Linked DNA regions of Sus scrofa: region 2 is linked to region 1. Evidence: chromatin contacts called from public Hi-C data. All regions are on one chromosome and are shown on one strand. The core of a region is the stretch at or near the end of the contact, and the rest is flanking DNA. Distances in the headings are between cores, read along the strand shown. Region 1 holds the start of ZNF605 (zinc finger protein 605). Region 2 holds the start of ANKLE2 (ankyrin repeat and LEM domain-containing protein 2).

Region 1 (3,633 bases), core at 9-2,508:
GCCAGGGATCAAACCTGCATCCTCATGGATACTAGTTGGGTTTGTTACCACTAAGCCACGATGGGAACTCCAGAGAGATTTCTTAACTGTCTTGTTTTCCAGGAGAGCAGGGCTCAGGTAAAACCCAACAATGTCACAACCAGCAATGCTTCCTGCTAATGAAATCCTCAGTCCTACCATTTTGAGCCCTCTAAATGCCCCCAAACAGACCCTCAGGGCCTGATCATTCATTCCATCAGGCCCAACTGCCAACCCAAAGGCACCCAAATCAGAGACCATTAGAGTCTTTGTGTTTGTGTATGTTTTTAAAGAAATTTTAAATTTTTAAATTTCTTTAAAGTATAGTTAATTTACAAAATTGTGCCAAATTTCTGCTGTACAGCAAAGCTACCCACTCATACATATATGTGCATTCTGTTTTTCTTTTCCTATACTATTTTCCATCGTGATCTATCCCAGGAGATTGGATATAGTTTACTGTGCTATGCAGTAGGAACTGGTGTCTTAATTATTCCTACAAACATCTCTCAACCTACGTCTCTAACGCACACACTCACCCCACACAGAGGGCAACCTCCCGGGCTGCCTCACTCCCAGAGCTGTTGACCCCCAAGTCTAGGACTCCCCTCAAAAGTCCCTCGCAGAGGCCCCCATCACCCAATTAGTTTCCTCCACCGGCTTCGTAACTACTCACTTCTCTCAAACCTCGGTATAGATTTTCACAGACATTCCAACATTCCGACTCTCCAGCGTTCTCACATTAAAAGCTCCACAGTTCCCCTTCACAGATCCCTCATCACCCACCACCACGGGAAGCCTTAACACTGACTCCCAAATCTCCCTCCCGAATCCCACAATCACCGCCCCCCCACCCCTACAGACCCCCCCCAGTCCTCCAAACGCTGCCCAGCAAATTCCGGCTCCCTCCTGCCTCCGCGCTCCAGCCGCCCACGCCCCGCCCCCCACCGCTCCCTTCCCACACGGCCCCCACGGCTACTCCGCCGCGGACCACCACCCCTCCAGCCTCACCCCCACCTGGACCGGGATCCGCGCCTGCTTCGCGCCCGGTTCCGGAGCCGGTCCGCGCTGGGGTCAGCACAGGCCCGGGTTGGACGAAGAGGCTAGAGCCGCGCCGTCCCGCACCCAACCCCAGCCGCACACGCTTACCCGCTGGCCCACAGCCCTGAGGCAGACTCAGCCGGGCCGAGGAAGCGGCTGCGCGGAACCACATTTCCCAGAGTCCCACTCGGTTTAGAACTACATTTCCCAGGGGACTCTGTGGCGCGCCTCCACGATCGACAGGTTTGAGGTTTCCTTTTGCAAAGCCCCACTTCACCTGCCTGGGGGAGCTTGTTCCAGACAGTGGGTTGTAGCCGGCTCTGCCCGCTCAAAATGTGTTCACCGTCCTTGCCATTTTTGAGCATAGAGCAAAGTAATTTATAAAATCAAAGTAATATAGGTAAGTTTTAGTGCCTCCTATACAACAGTGCCAACAAAAAGAATGACAATAGATGAAATGAGACATCTAGGGAGAAACAAAGTATAATTATGGAAAGAGAAGAAAATTAATGAAAATTAAAACAGAAATTGAGGAGGCAAAATAGAAAAAAATTGAACTTGATAAATCAGATTTTTTAAGTAAAATAAAAAAAACATACTAGAGATTTTTATCCAAAAGTGGGGAGAAACAGCAAACAATTAGTGATAAAAAACAGAATTAGCCATAAAGAACAACAACAAAAAAAATTGTGAAAGAATATATTGCTTAATTATATATAATAACTCTGTGCATTAAGTTATTAAATTTCAAACCTAAGAAAGTACACTACTTAAAGGAATAGTTAGGTAATAAAGAAGATATTTGTTATAGACTTAAAGCAGTTGTTTAAAATGCTTTTGGCAATACGTTTTAATTGGTGAATCTTCCACGTTATCAAAGGATATAGTCTTACCAAAAAAATTCAGGAAAAATCTGGACAGAACCCTGTTTGTTTGTTTTTGCAGAACCCTTTTCTTCACACAAAGATAGCAAATAGCTATACCATAACCAAAGGTAAATTTTAAAAAAAGGAGTTCCCGGAGTTCCCATCGTGGCTCAGTGGTTAACAAATCCAACCAGGAACCATGAGGTTGCCGATCCGATCCCTGGCCTTGCTCAGTGGGTTAAGGATCTGGCATTGCCATGAGCTGAAGTGTAGGTCCAAGACACAGCTCGGATCCCGCGTAGCTATATGGCTCTGGCATAGACCAGTGGCTACAGCTCCGATTAGACCCCTAGCCTGGGAACCTCCATGTGCCATGGGAGCAGCTCAAGAAAAGGCTAAAAGACTAAATAAATAAATAAATAAAGGGGTTCCCATCGTGGTTTAATGGTAATAAAGCTGGCTAGGATCCATGAGCATGCAAGTTTGATTCCTGGGTTAAGGAAAGGGCGTTGCAGTGAGCTGTGTTGTAGATTTGCAGACTCTGTTCCAATCTTGCGTTTCTGTGGTTGTGGCGTAGACAGGCAGCCCTATGTCTGATTCGAGCCATAGCCTGGGAACTTCATATGTGGTGGGTGTGGCCCTAAAAAGAAAAAATAAATAAAAAAAACAACTTTAAAGTAGTCTTAGTTATGATATTTATGTGAAAATTCTGAAAAAATAGCAAATGGAACCAAGCAATACATTGAAATATATATCATAACAAGTAGAAGCCATTTCTGGACTTTTATTTCACATACATTTTATTTTATTTTATAATGATTTTTATTTTTTTCCATTATAGCTATTTTACAGTATTGTGTCAATTTTCTGCTGCACAGCAAGATGATCCAGTCACACATACATGTATACATTCTTTTTTTCTCACACATTTCTGGACTTGATAAACTAACATAATTCACCTTGTCAGTAGATTAAAGGAGGAAACATGCTTCATCATCTCATTAAATAGTGAAAAAAAACCATTAAATAAATGCAACCTAGGAGTTCCCATCGTGGCACAGTGGTTAACGAACCCAACTAGGAACCATGAGGTTGTGGCGGGGGCGGGGGGGTGGTTTCCAATCCCTGGCCTCCCTCAGTGGGTTAAGGATCCTGCGTTGCCGTGAGCTGTAGTTCACAGACACAGCTTTGATCCCACACTGCTCTGCCTCCGGCGTAGTCTGGAGGCTGCAGACCCCTAGTCTGGGAACCTCCATATGCCACAGGTGTGGCCCTAGAAAAGACAAAATAAATAAATAAATAAATGCAACCTAGAATGTCCATTTAAAAAAAGCACAAGAGTTTCTGCTGTGGTACAACAGGATTGGCATTGTCTCTGGGGCCACTGGATCCCTGGCCAGGCACAGTGGGTTAAGAATCCAGTGTTGCTGGAGCTGAGGTGCAGGTTACAACTGCAGCTCAAATCTGATCCCTGGCCTGGGGATTCCATGTGCTCCTGGATGACCAAAAAAAAAAAAAAAGTGTTGAGATACTACTACCTCAACATATAAAATAAATATCTCACTAATGGAAACTAGTATAGAAGTATTACCATTACAAGTCATGAAACTGCCACCAATATTGTTTGCTTAAATTGAGAATATTTTATATAAAAAGAGAATGATATAAGCAGTCAAATGATCAAATATTCATTTTTGTTAAATATTTT
Region 2 (3,619 bases), core at 103-2,602, 130 kb before region 1:
GAGTCATTGCTGTTGTGAGTGAACTTGTACATGGCCTGGGCATGACCAAAAAAAGATTTTAAAATGAAAGCTACATTTTAAAAATAGGCGTTCCCATCATGGCTCAGCGGAAATGAATCTGACTAGTATCCGTGAGGAGGCAGGTTCAATCCCTGGCCTTAATCAGTGGGTTAAGGATCCAGAGTTGCTGTGAACTGTTGTGTAGGTCACAGATGCGGCTTGGATCCTTCGTCCCTGTGGCTGTGTTGTAGGCTGGCAGCTGCAGCTCCAATCTGACCCCCAGCCTGGGAACCTCCATATGCCGCACCTTCAGCCCTCAAAAGACATTAAAAAAAAAAAAAAAAAAAAAAAAACCGCGAAAAAGACTCCAAACTATAATCTCTTAGCCCCAGACCCTACTGGCCTCATGCATCCTTTAGCATTAGTGTCTGCATAATTTCTTGTCTCAGGTGTCCTGCACTGGATTTTTTGGCACAGTGTTGACAGCCAGCATGCTGGCCAAATCAGCATGCTATCACTAAAGGTGCCACCTAAAACTTTCCTAAGGGGATGAGAGAAGGTAAAACAACCAGAAACTCAACAGGATGGAGGGCAAGCTGGACTCCATGTCAAAAGGCCTACACCCCCACCTGGCTTCTGCCTCGGACCTGTGTTATCTCTGCCGCAGCAAATATTCCTGGGGCCTGTTTTCTCAGCTGTTAAGAAATAAGTCACGCGTAAGGACAACTTTAGTCAGGAAATTTCAAGATGAGATCATCAATTGTGCTATGTGCTAATAAAATTTTCATCTTCCCATCAAAGTATTAGAGGAACTCTAGCTTATCCTCCAGAAAGAAACCAGGCCTGCGGGCAAGGGGTCCCGGATGCCCTCAATTGAGGTTCACTCGGCCTACTCAAATTAAGGCCTCAAACTAACTGAAGTGCTTGCAGACGCGGCACCCGAGCTTCCAGTCTCACGGCTTTTCCCCATCTGTAAGTCAAGGACTCCGTAGTTTTACTCCAAGTCTCTTCCCAGAACACCGACTCCTGCCGGGGTAGGATCCAGGCCCCGAGAGAGGAGACCAGGGAGGGGAAGGGATATGAATCCCGGGAGACAGAGGACCGGCCTTACCTGGATCTGGGAATGGGGCCGCGGACGCGCAGGGCAGCGGGTCGGGAGGTCCACTCCGGCCCAGGACCCGCGGCCGCCGGTCCAGCCGCCGCACCAGCCAGCGCACGGCGATCAGCAGCACTGAGGCACCCAGCAGCTCCCAGGCCAGCGCCGCCCACTCGGCTGCCGCCAGCCGGGGCCACAGCATTGCCACCGCTCGCCCGGTTGTCGCCGCCGCCGCCGCCGCCACCGCCGAGGGCCGCCCGAGGACCCCGCGTGCCGGGCTGTCCGCACCACCGCCTGACGGCGCCGCGCCCGACAGCGGCTGGCGCGGGGCCGAGTCTGCACGAGCGAAACAAGGCGCTCGTCCCCGCGCCCAGCAGCCAGACGAGGGAGTGCGTTCGCGGCTCCAGTCCCTACAGGCGCGGGGCGGGTAACTGAGCGGTCAGGCAGTGGCGCTGGCAGCCCGGCACGCGGGGTCCTGACGCAGGCGGGCGGTACCTGGGCGGGTCAAGGCGGGCCCAGGCCTGGGGCGGGCAGCTCGGGGTGGGTCCCAAAGCGTGTCCAAACTCGGGGTGGGCAGCCCGGTGGAGGCGTAGTTAGCGGGTGAGTCCGTGCGGAGGTTTAGGCCGGGCCCAGGTTTTGGTCGCGGCGGGAATCACAGATGAACCCACAGGGTTTCCCTGGAAAGACCAGGTCTGCGTTGCGCAGTGTGGACGTGCCTGCTTCGTCGGGTCAAAGCGACTATGATTCTACAGGCAAGCTTTGGATATTTTATTCTTAACTTTACAACAGCTAAATTACTGACAGCTTACGATTTTAGAGAACAAGTTTCTCCCACGTGAAGCAAGCCGACTGAACTGATACCTGTTAACTCTGCAGCGGACTCTTGTCTGTGTCCGGCTTCTCTGGCCGGTTAGATAACTCTCTTCGTACCCCAGCCCTGCTGGCACCTAAGTCTCCCAAGAAACGGAGGGGGTCTCGTAAGGCTTCAGGCTGTGCGACCCCATTTAACTCTCAGGGACAGATTGGGGAGTCGTCGCCGCGGGCCGGGGCGCAGCAGACTATAAAGAGACACAGGGAATTTTAGGGACCGGTGGAAACATTCATTCTGTCCTGATGGGTGGACACAACTACCTAAGCTTGTCAGAACTCTCAGACATGTACGATAAAACAATGAATTTTACTCTATAATCCATGCATTAATTTTTTATTTTAATTTTTGCCATTTCTAGGGCCGCTCCTGAGGCATATGGAGGTTCCCAGGCTAGGGGTCTAATCGGAGCTGTAGCCGCCGGCCTACACCACAGCTACAGCAACGCGGGATCCGAGCTCACGGCAACACCGGATCCTTAACCCACTGAGCGAGGCCAGGAATCAAACCTGCAACTTCATGGTTCCTAGTCGGATTCGTTAACCACTGAGCCACGATGGGAACTTTAGGTTTTTTTCTATTTAAAAAATTAATGCCTGTGGAGCTCCGATTAGATCCCTAGCCTGGGAACCTCCATATGCCGTGGGAGCGGCCCAAGACATAGCAAAAAGACAAAAAATAAAAAAAAAAAAATTGGACAGTACTAATAGTCACTTGAGCAGAACAGAAAAGTCAGTGAATTTGAGGATGGGTGAATTGCAAATTAAACCAACAATGATACTACTTTACACCCACCGGAATGATTAAAACTAAAAGACCAACAGTATCAAATCTTGGTGAGGATGTGGGGCAGTTTTGGAATTCTCATAAACTGTGGTAGGACTGTAAAATGAGCTAACCACTTTGAGAACTGTGAGGCATTTTCTTGCAGAGTTAAATATGAACCTCCCTGTGTCTCAATAGTGCAGCCCTAGGTGTGAATATGGAAGTTCATATATATTCATGGCAGCTTTATTCATAAGAGCCCAAGCAGGAAACACCCAGGATGTTTGGATAAGCCTCAGAGGAATGGATAAACAAATCTGGAATTGTCACATGATGATCCTGTGGAGGTATATTATTCAGCAGTTAGGTGGGTGAATCTGAAAACCATACTAAGGGAAAGAACCTGGAGTTCCCATCGTGGCTCAGCAGGTTAATTCAACCCCTAGCCTAGGAATTTCTGTATGCCACAGGTGCAATGATAAAAAGAAAAAAAGATAAAGAGTACAAAAGTAGTACTATATGATTCCTTCCCTTTTCTATTTTTTCACTTTTTAGGGCAGCACCTGTGGCATATGCAAGTTCCCAGGCTAGGAGTCGAATTGGAGCTGCAGCTGCCGGGCTGATGCCACAGCAGCACAGGATCTGAGCCACATTGTCAACCTACAACACAGCTCTCGGCAACGCTGGATTCTTAACCCACTGTGCAAAGCCAGGGATTAAACCCACATCCTCATGGATACTAGTCAGGTTCATTACCACTGATAACTCCAATTCCTTCCTTTTAATGTCTCAAAAACAGGCAAAGTTTGGAGTTTCTGTCGTGGAGCAGCAGAAACAAATCTGACTAGGAACCATGAGGTTTTGGGTTCAATCCTTGGCCTCCTTCAGTG

The links. Hi-C and Micro-C count contacts between places; a contact is called where the count stands out from the background.
Region 2: a contact with region 1 is called in a Hi-C map of liver, with 4 times the contacts expected there. The contact joins the promoter of ANKLE2 here to the promoter of ZNF605 in region 1. A contact is called at or near these places in 1 of 5 promoter capture datasets (liver) and 3 of 47 Hi-C or Micro-C datasets (liver, skeletal muscle and subcutaneous adipose tissue).

The regions. Positions count from the first base shown.
Region 1 is chr14:22,611,704-22,615,336 of Sscrofa11.1, reverse strand. It overlaps ZNF605 (zinc finger protein 605), which reads right to left and starts at 1,258. Exons shown (of 6, transcript XM_013990316.2): 1 at 1,168-1,258.
Region 2 is chr14:22,743,375-22,746,993 of Sscrofa11.1, reverse strand. ANKLE2 (ankyrin repeat and LEM domain-containing protein 2) reads right to left here and starts at 1,352. Exons shown (of 13, transcript XM_021073939.1): 1 at 1,112-1,352. The coding sequence starts at 1,298.